Regions from separate parts of the Mus musculus genome. Here all the other regions are linked to region 1. A link is a contact called in public Hi-C and HiChIP or PLAC-seq data. All regions are on one chromosome and are shown on one strand. The core of a region is the stretch at or near the end of the contact, and the rest is flanking DNA. Distances in the headings are between cores, read along the strand shown.

The links. Hi-C and Micro-C count contacts between places; a contact is called where the count stands out from the background. HiChIP or PLAC-seq counts read pairs in DNA pulled down with a chosen protein or histone mark.
Region 2: a contact with region 1 is called in a Hi-C map of Th1 cells, with 5 times the contacts expected there. The contact joins two enhancer-like sites. A contact is called at or near these places in 1 of 484 Hi-C or Micro-C datasets (Th1 cells) and 1 of 115 datasets of contacts at active chromatin or transcription factors (memory CD8 T cells).
Region 3: a FOXA1 HiChIP or PLAC-seq map of pancreatic cancer cells shows a contact between it and region 1. The contact joins two enhancer-like sites. A contact is called at or near these places in 2 of 39 promoter capture datasets (pre-B cells and stem cell-derived epiblast-like cells) and 1 of 115 datasets of contacts at active chromatin or transcription factors (pancreatic cancer cells).

What each region holds. Positions count from the first base shown.
Region 1 is chr15:59,597,601-59,600,353 of GRCm38.p6, reverse strand. All of the region lies in intron 6 of Nsmce2 (NSE2/MMS21 homolog, SMC5-SMC6 complex SUMO ligase), which reads right to left. Among named protein-coding and RNA genes, the nearest start is that of Gm36677, 19 kb to the left of the region's middle. Within about 2 kb of position 1,308, at least 165 of the 459 cell types and tissues checked have an H3K27ac peak or open chromatin away from gene starts, as enhancers often do. A contact at or near this core is called in Th1 cells, memory CD8 T cells and pancreatic cancer cells, where this site is marked.
Region 2 is chr15:60,131,531-60,134,230 of GRCm38.p6, reverse strand. No RefSeq gene overlaps it. Among named protein-coding and RNA genes, the nearest start is that of Gm41331, 8.9 kb to the left of the region's middle. Within about 2 kb of position 1,315, at least 27 of the 459 cell types and tissues checked have an H3K27ac peak or open chromatin away from gene starts, as enhancers often do. A contact at or near this core is called in Th1 cells and memory CD8 T cells, where this site is marked.
Region 3 is chr15:58,874,509-58,877,336 of GRCm38.p6, reverse strand. Trmt12 (tRNA methyltranferase 12) reads right to left here. Exons shown (of 1, transcript NM_026642.2): 1 at 556-2,828. Among named protein-coding and RNA genes, the nearest start is that of Trmt12, 3.3 kb to the right of the region's middle. Within about 2 kb of position 1,301, at least 51 of the 459 cell types and tissues checked have an H3K27ac peak or open chromatin away from gene starts, as enhancers often do. A contact at or near this core is called in pancreatic cancer cells, where this site is marked.

The DNA.
Region 1 (2,753 bases), core at 59-2,558:
AAAGGAGAGGGCAGAGCCAAGCAGTGGACAACTTCGATGGGAAGGGAACACAGGCCAGGCATGGGGGCAGGAGTCCTGCCTGAACTCCATCCCTCTGAATGCCATGAAACCTCTCAATGGAGAGAGTGAGAGGGACACTGGGCTCTGGCCAGAAGCCCGAGGTGAGGGAATTAAGAATGTGACTCACCAGAAAAGGGCGGAACTCAAGGCCTTGCTCAGTTAGCCATCTCAGTTGAGGGAGTGTTTGGACTGAATCACCTGATTTCTTTTTACAGTGAACAAGGTTTGGGCAGGGCTAAGTGCCCAGTGTTTGGAGTCAAGCTCACGCAGGTCCTGAATTCCCTCAAACACGCGATTGGTGGTCAAGATAACCTTTCTGGGGCAGGGTCCCCACTCCACAGGGTAACGGGCCTCACAGTGCTCCATGGTGTCCTTCCACTTTCCCATCTCCTAGGCTGGCCACTCACCTCCTGGGAAGTTTTAAGTTATCTGGTCTGTCTGCCTGTCCTTCCACAGAACTGTGCACACACACACCACTCATGCATTCCCGGTGCTTCTGTGTGATCAGCTCTGGGCTAGGTTCTAATCACATAGCCTTAAGTATAAACACGGCTCTGATCCACACAGGGCTCAGCCCCATGAACTGAGACAGCTCTTCTAGAGGCACAGGAAACGCAGAGTAAAAGGTAAAAGGCCAAGGGAAGGGAACCTGACCTGGGAGTTACAATGCAGGGATGAGGCAGGAAAGAGGAGGTGTTTCCTGGCCTTGATCCTGGGGTCAAGGAGTGTTGGCAGGACATGGGCTGTCCCTGGACAGTGTGCAGCCCATTTGCAGGGACAGTAAGCTTGAGAACAGGAATTCATTTTGAAATGCTAAATGTGTCCTGTACAGTCAGGCATAGGAGCGCTCTTTCTTCTCTCCTCCCTCCCTTCCTCCTTTCCTTCCTTCCTTTTGCCTGGAATCTGGCTGCGTAGCCCCCCACCTGCTCACCCCAGCTCGACCGATGTACTTTGGAATTCCTAAGTATGAGATGGTGATGGAGACATCCACACATTCCAGACTTTAGAAACGGAGACTGTCATCCCCTAGGCTTCCCAGACATGGACGTGCACAACAGGGGGCTTCTGGAGTGAACCTCCCTGAGAGGCGAGCCCCGAGCCCCGTCCCTGACGACCAGACCTTGGGTGCAGTGGACTCCTGAGAACAGCGTCTACCTCCTTCTGCCAGACAGTGAATAAGCAGTGGAGAGGGAAGTGGAGAGTGAGGGGGGAGGACTTCCTGATGACATCAGTGGCTTTAGTCAGTAAATGAGGGCATTCTGAGAATGGCTGACGGAATTAACCACACCACTGAGCTGCAGAGGAGGCGCCCACACTCATGTTGATGGGATGGGATGGAGCCTGGTGATGTCTGTGTCATGCAGAGACAGGCTCTGGGAACAGGGATATAAATCAAGTATCCGAGGGGAGCGAGGTGACCCGACAACAAAGATACAAACTGGAAAATGGAAGAGCCAAGACAAGTGTATATGCCTACAATCCCAGCACCCGAGGCTGAGGCAAGACTGAGCTACACAGAAAGTTCTAGGCTAGGCTAGGCTATATAGTGAGACATCTCCAAAAGAGCGGCAAAGGCCTAGCAGTCGGCTCCCCTAGTGCTGACACTGTCCAGGTGACGGCACAAGGCTTTTCCTGCAAACAGATGAACGTGGAGTTCTTGTCTGTCTGCAGGCATCCTGGCACAGTGAAAATCAAGGCCACTGAATGCCACGGGCAAAGGATTGTGCTCCAGGTCTCATCACGCAGCACTTGCTGTTCTAGACCACAGTTAACCAGTCCTGTCTCCTCACACAAGGCGGCTCAACCAGAGACATGGTGAGAACAACACTGAAGAGCATGCGAGAACCTTTGAGAGACTTCCTGGAGGAGAGGCAGGACAGGAACCAGGGCACAGCCTTGTTTCCCACCCCACCCCACCCCACAGAAACGAACAAGTTTTTAAACTAAAAAGGGTAAGAAAAGGCCATGATGCCACGGGCTTGAATCAGGGCATTCCTGCTCCGAGAAACAACACTACCCAAGCGTTAGGCCATAATCCCCAGGACATCCTGGTGAGCAAGTCAGGTGTGGCAACACCTTCAACATCATCAACTCATCCCCAGGAAGGGCTCAGACTCACAGACCTGGAAGGAGAGGCTGGTCCTGTGCCTGGGTCAGCCACAGGGCAGAGCATTCCTTATTGCGAGTCTATGCTAAGGAGAGGTCTCAGGGTGCAGAGGGTCCCAGGGGCATCGGGGATTCGGGGCCTCAGCCTCAGCTCAGGATCACACAATGCTGAGTATGGAGAGATGCAGATTTGGGTCCTAAGAATATCAAGGTTTGGCCCATAAGCTCTAGGAAGCAGCTGTATAGACAGATACCTCTGGCATTAGAGCTGGGTAGATTCCTGACATAGTTACACTCAGAGAGTAACTGTGTCCCATCGCCTCCAAGTCCAGGGTGATGTGTCACAAAACAGTGAGGTACACATGATGACTGTTTGCCATAAGGGCCCCACAGCTGTGAGTTCACACTGTACACCAGCAAACTTCCTGTCAGGCCTGTGCTTCTGCCCGCCTGTGTGCAGCTGTGCACATGTGTATATGCTGTGGGAGTCAGAGGTCATCCCTGTCGTTCTCCTCAGGGTCCACTGTACTAGTTATTTATTTCTGACAGACTCTTTCACTGGCCTAATTCTTGCTAAACAGCCACTA
Region 2 (2,700 bases), core at 66-2,565, 530 kb before region 1:
GGGTACACCTGGGTGGCAGGTGGGGGCTGAAAGACAGAAACTAGGCAGTCGAGAGAAATAATGGATGCCAAGTCAAGGTTCCTGATCAAGGCTCAAATGTTTAATAGCAATCTGTGCTTATAAAGGTGTGGGGGTGGGGAGGCCCATTCCTGCCAATCCATACTTGTGCCTGGAACCGGCTGCAGGTGACAACGTACAGGATAGGGTGGAGTCTCCGGAATATCTCAGGGGCCTCTTCAGCAGGTAGCAAAGTCCTGAAGGAGAGCAGTGGCAGTGACTGAACAATAGAGCCATCTAGTCAGGAATAGTCTAATTCTCAGTGGCAACGGAGTCTGAACCAGCCTGTTTCAGGCTGGGGGAGGTTACAGTTCCAAAGTATAGAGTAGCTCTACAGAAATCTTCATAGCAGAAAAATGTGTGTAGTGAGTCTAATAAGTAAAATATTTATAGGTTATATATTTTTACAATTTTCTACTAATTCATTGCTATCGTTTATAAAGAAATAGGTCTCTGATGGATTAGATTTTTTTTTTCTGCTAATTATGTGAGATCTATATGATAAAATTACATTTAGTTTTAGGAATGCTAGGAATTTTTGTCTCTTTGTGGCTTTATAAACTTCCAGGTTTAAGTAGACTGTCATTTATCTTTAGTAGAATAATTATGGGTATCTGTTATTTTAAGAGAGTAAAGGAAGCTGGGCAGTGGTGGCACACTTTAATTCCAGCACTTGGGAGGCAGAGGCAGGCAGATTTCTGAGTTCGAGGCCAGGCTGGTCTAAAGTGAGTTCCAGGACAGCCACAGCTATACAGAGAAACTCTGTCTTGAAAAACCAAAGAGAGAGAGAGAGATTGAGAGAGCAAAAAGAGGCAGGAAATCTGATTTTAAAAAGTAATTAAACTACCCTCCTTCCTAGTAGTACCTAGCTAGAGTAGTAAAAATTCTGCAGTCATGGACAGTCAGGACCCTTTTGCACCAATAATTCAGAAATTATTTTCTCACATCTGCACACTGTTTCTCCGTACATTCTTTGGGTTGTATCTACTCATTTACAGAGATTGCAAGATCCCCTTTCTTTTACTCTGCTCTGAAGTTGCCTTTGAGGTGACAAAACCTGCAGGGTCCCCTCTCAGGCTTTAGGGAATTAAGTAGTGTCGGTCAATCAAATGGCCCAGCCTCATCTGGGCATCTTTTTCCTATAGCTGTGCAGAGAAAGGCTGGCTTCTGGTGGATTTTTTTTTCCACAGAGTACAATGGCATAAAGGGCTAAAAACATTTCTGCGAAAAAGAAAGACAAGCTGAAAGCTTCAAGCACCCCTCCCATGTTTACAGCTTATCTCCAAACCACAAAAAGTACCTCCTCAGAGCTGTGTACTTCACACGTTCTGAAAGGAAATTTTTCCATATTTGATCATACCCTTCAATTTTCTTCAGAAAAGTGGTCAATCTTGCAAAGCATCTGCCTTGGCCCCCATACCAAGACCCTGTTTCCACTGTCTCTTAAGCTAGCTCAGATCTGCAGGACCCCTAACCCACACAATCCCAGATGCCAGAGCCACCTCAATTTTCTACTCATTTGATATTAACAGATCAGAATAGAGTTCAGTAGACTCTTGAGTAGTTCTTTCTCCAAGATGTCCTTCGTGTCTACACAAGTTGGAGACTTTAAGATGTACTAACGTGGTGTTAGTGTTAAAGCATGAGTGTTACAGTGAAGTTTGGTGCTACACACTGCACGTGTACAGGAAGCGTTCTTGGAACAGAAGTGAATTTACTAATGCATCATCGTTCATCCTAGAAATACTGAGTAAGACATCTGGAAGACAGAATTGGAGTGGTCCCTACATGCCTTTTACACTAATTAACCCACCAGTATATTCCAACAGGAAGAAATTGAGGATACTTGTACTTGTAGACAAACCCATGCTCGCAGATATCCACTAGCATAAACTGAGGCCAGGAAGCAGCCTAGATCCCTGTTTCTCACAATAGATGGTTTGATGGTTAAAATAAAAACACTCTTTTTAGAAAATAGAAAGAGTCCTAAAAAACCTATCACTATTTTAAAGCATAAGAAAACTTAGATGAGCTACAGTTTTTTTCAAGTCCATTTAAAAGGGAAAGTTTTAAAGTGCCCATTATACACCGCGCACGCACACACAACACACACACACACACACGCATACACACACACGGTACATGAATGAAGATAAGTACAATAAATATATAGAATTAAGAGACAATGAAAAATGTGTCCATTATCACATTTATTGTGGGCATCTTGGTGGCTTCAATTAAAAGGTTTAGTCTACTCCAAAAAGATCTAGAGATATGCTTTATGACATAAAACAAAATGCCCTTAAAATACATTATATTAATATTGAATGGTCAATTAACCCACAAGAATGTATAAATCTCCACCATTACTATGACTAAGGGAATAACTTTGCAATATTCCTACCCATACCTGAAACATGTAGCAATTAAGAAAAAATTTAAAGACATCAAAAGAGGGGAGATGGATATGCAAAACCACGAACACTAAAATAAATAACTTTTTCAGAAACTGTAGAAACCATAATGGTATTTAGGGAACAATTGGTAAACATTATACATTTTGACTTGGCATGGCCAAGACGCATGCCAATAAATAAAATTCAGAAATGAGAAACTCGATGAGTTGCTCGCACCTGCACAGCA
Region 3 (2,828 bases), core at 52-2,551, 720 kb after region 1:
AAAGGTGTGTGCTTTTAACCACAGGTTCCTGTCGCACCAAGAACCTTTCCTCCCAGGACTCGCTATATGTGGGTGTTGTGTGACCTTTTGGTCTTCCACTATGAGGTCAGTGGAGTCTGGGTTTGGTTTGGCTTTGTCCACTGTTTCTTTGCTGAATCCAGTACATTGCTGGCTCTTAGTGTTATTTATGAATGGTCTTCCAATAAGAGTTTGTGATGGAGTTTTTATTTCCACGGCTTCTCCAGTAGGTGGCAGCATTAACAGCAAATGAAAAAACTTGATTTTATAGGTCTCGATTTTAGGTGTGAGCATTGCCCTGCTGCTGTTATTGATTTATTATCTGTCCTTAGTACTTGCCACACTGCTGTGTGGTTGCTTATTTATTGTTTCCTATATTGTATGCTACTGTCTGTCAAATATATCATACGGATACTTAGTTCACTATTTAGAATACAAGAAACATTTTCTGCCTATAAGAAAAAAATTCCAACTGTGGCATAAACAAGTTGGGTAGCCGGGGCCAGGGGTTGGGGAGTTGCAGATTTTTTTTTTTTTAATGGCAAAGATTAGACTTTTCAGGGTTCATGTTGCTGATCAAGGATTTCCTTAATACAAGTCCTGTATCCCATCTTAGCATACCTGGATGCTACATCTCCAGGGTAAGAACTCAACAGCCTCCTTGGAATGTCTGCTCCGTGCCAACACTAGCTTACCTGACTGTTGTAGAAAACTTTAATCCCAATCAGGGGTTTCTAGCTCACCTTTGATCATTTAGTCCTCGGGTAATGAGAAACCAGTGTTTTGCCTTCCCAGCTGTCTTTATTTCCCTTCCTGTCTTGTTATATAACCCAGGCCACCTGGGACTCAAGGATTAAACAATGTTTAGTGAAATGAATCCCACCAGCTCCGCCTGACACCAACTGCCTGGTCACAGCATATGACAAAAGGCAATTCCTCAGTCCCCAAGTGGTGCTCTGACTCATCTCCCTTGGACTCAAGCCCTAAGTTGGCACCTTTAGCATTTTAGTTCTGATATGGCAAGCTGTTGGCGCACGAGTGCAAAGAAACCTAGTCAGTGAAGAGGAAGTATGACAATTTAGGCAAACACAGGAAAGACTCTCTGAGAAAGGAGTGTTACAAGCAGGGCTCTGCAGTGGGGCCATAGGATAGCATTTCCTTGGGAGTTTACTGTGTAGAAGACCCTGCTCACAACAGTCTCATTGCCAACACACATATCATCATGTCCTGTTACAAGCAAATCACAATGGCTCACTTCCAGAGCACTGAAACTTTGGGGCCTAGTTCTGCTTCCTCCCCACCTAGCAAAATCTCACTCAACCAATTCAAGTACCAGTTCTAGTTCCTCATAGACTTCCTATTTATTTGTCAGAACTTTCTTCCCCTTTTTGCATCTGTCCAGCAAGTTATTGTGTGGCAGCTACTCTGCTCCAGCATTGAGGACCTCTGTACTCTCTGCTGCTAAGCTGTGAGCTCCCTGGGGAGAGGACTTTTTAACCTAATGGACCTTTATTTTCTGTACCTATCACATGTAGCAGGCACTGAATATTTGTGCTTAATGAGAAAGGCACCGGCACAGCCCTTATAGCTACTGTTGCAAGAAAGAGAGCAGCAGGCATGCACAACGCATGTAAGGCGGGGTTTTATAGCAAGACAAGGAAGAAGACATCCTGTTGTCTGTCTCCTTCATCAAGCAAACCAGCTCACTGGGCTTCAAAGTTCGTCAAAACAGAGCTCTATGTGATCCTCAGCGATTAGCTATCCTAGTGGCAAAAGCAGTGGAAAGTAGAAAGCCTTGTGACTCTATAATCAGATGGTTGGAAAACTGTGTTTCCTACCCACAGTAGCAACAGCTGCTACTGTTGCTTCTAGACATTTCATCTTGTATGTATATGTGTGTGTGTTTTATTTTTTTAATGAAAAAGAAATACTTTTCAGGGCTAGTAACACTGTTCAAGGATTTCCTCAATAAAGGAAGTCCTGTAATCCTGTTTTAGCATACCTGGATGCTACATCTCCAGGGTGAAAACTCAACAGCATCCTTAGAATGCCTGCTACATCTCTGTGCCAACACTAGCTTACCTGACCACTATAGGTACAAGTCATACTGTGGGAAACCAGAGCTTTGCCTTCCCAGCTGTCTTTATTTCCCTTCCTGTCTTGTTATGTAACTGGGCTACGTGGGACTCAGGATCGAACAACTCTTAGTGAAATGAATTCCACCAGCTACACCTGACACCAACTGCCTGTTCACAGCATCTGACAAAAGGCAAGCGCTTCCTATAGTTTCTTGACCAGGAAAAGAAGTCTATAAAAATCTTAGGATTTTTGTACAGCTATTATACTGCCCAAGGCTAGAACTTTAGATTACAGTTCAGAGAAGTGATCCTTGGTTTTAAGACAAGGTCTTACTCTATACCTTGACCAAGGTTGCCCTTGAACTTATAGCAATCATCTTGTCTTCAGCCTTCCAAGTACTGAGATTACAGGCATGAGTTATGCCTTAACTCTTTTTAACATAAAATAAAAAAGATCTAATATTTAATACTTTAATACCACACCCACACACAGACACTCCACTGAGAAATGCTATAGAATTTGAGTTACCTCTACTTACTGCCCCTTCCTATGTAATTTAGTCTCGGTATCAAAGCAGCATCACATTAATGCTTCAGTCTGGAGTTCATAACTTGGTCACACTGATTTTTCTCCAACCTATTATTTTCCAAGACCCCATGGCTACCACTTTAGTGCAAACCACTGTCACTTTGTACCTGCAAACTACAAAACATCTGTAGAAATGGACACTG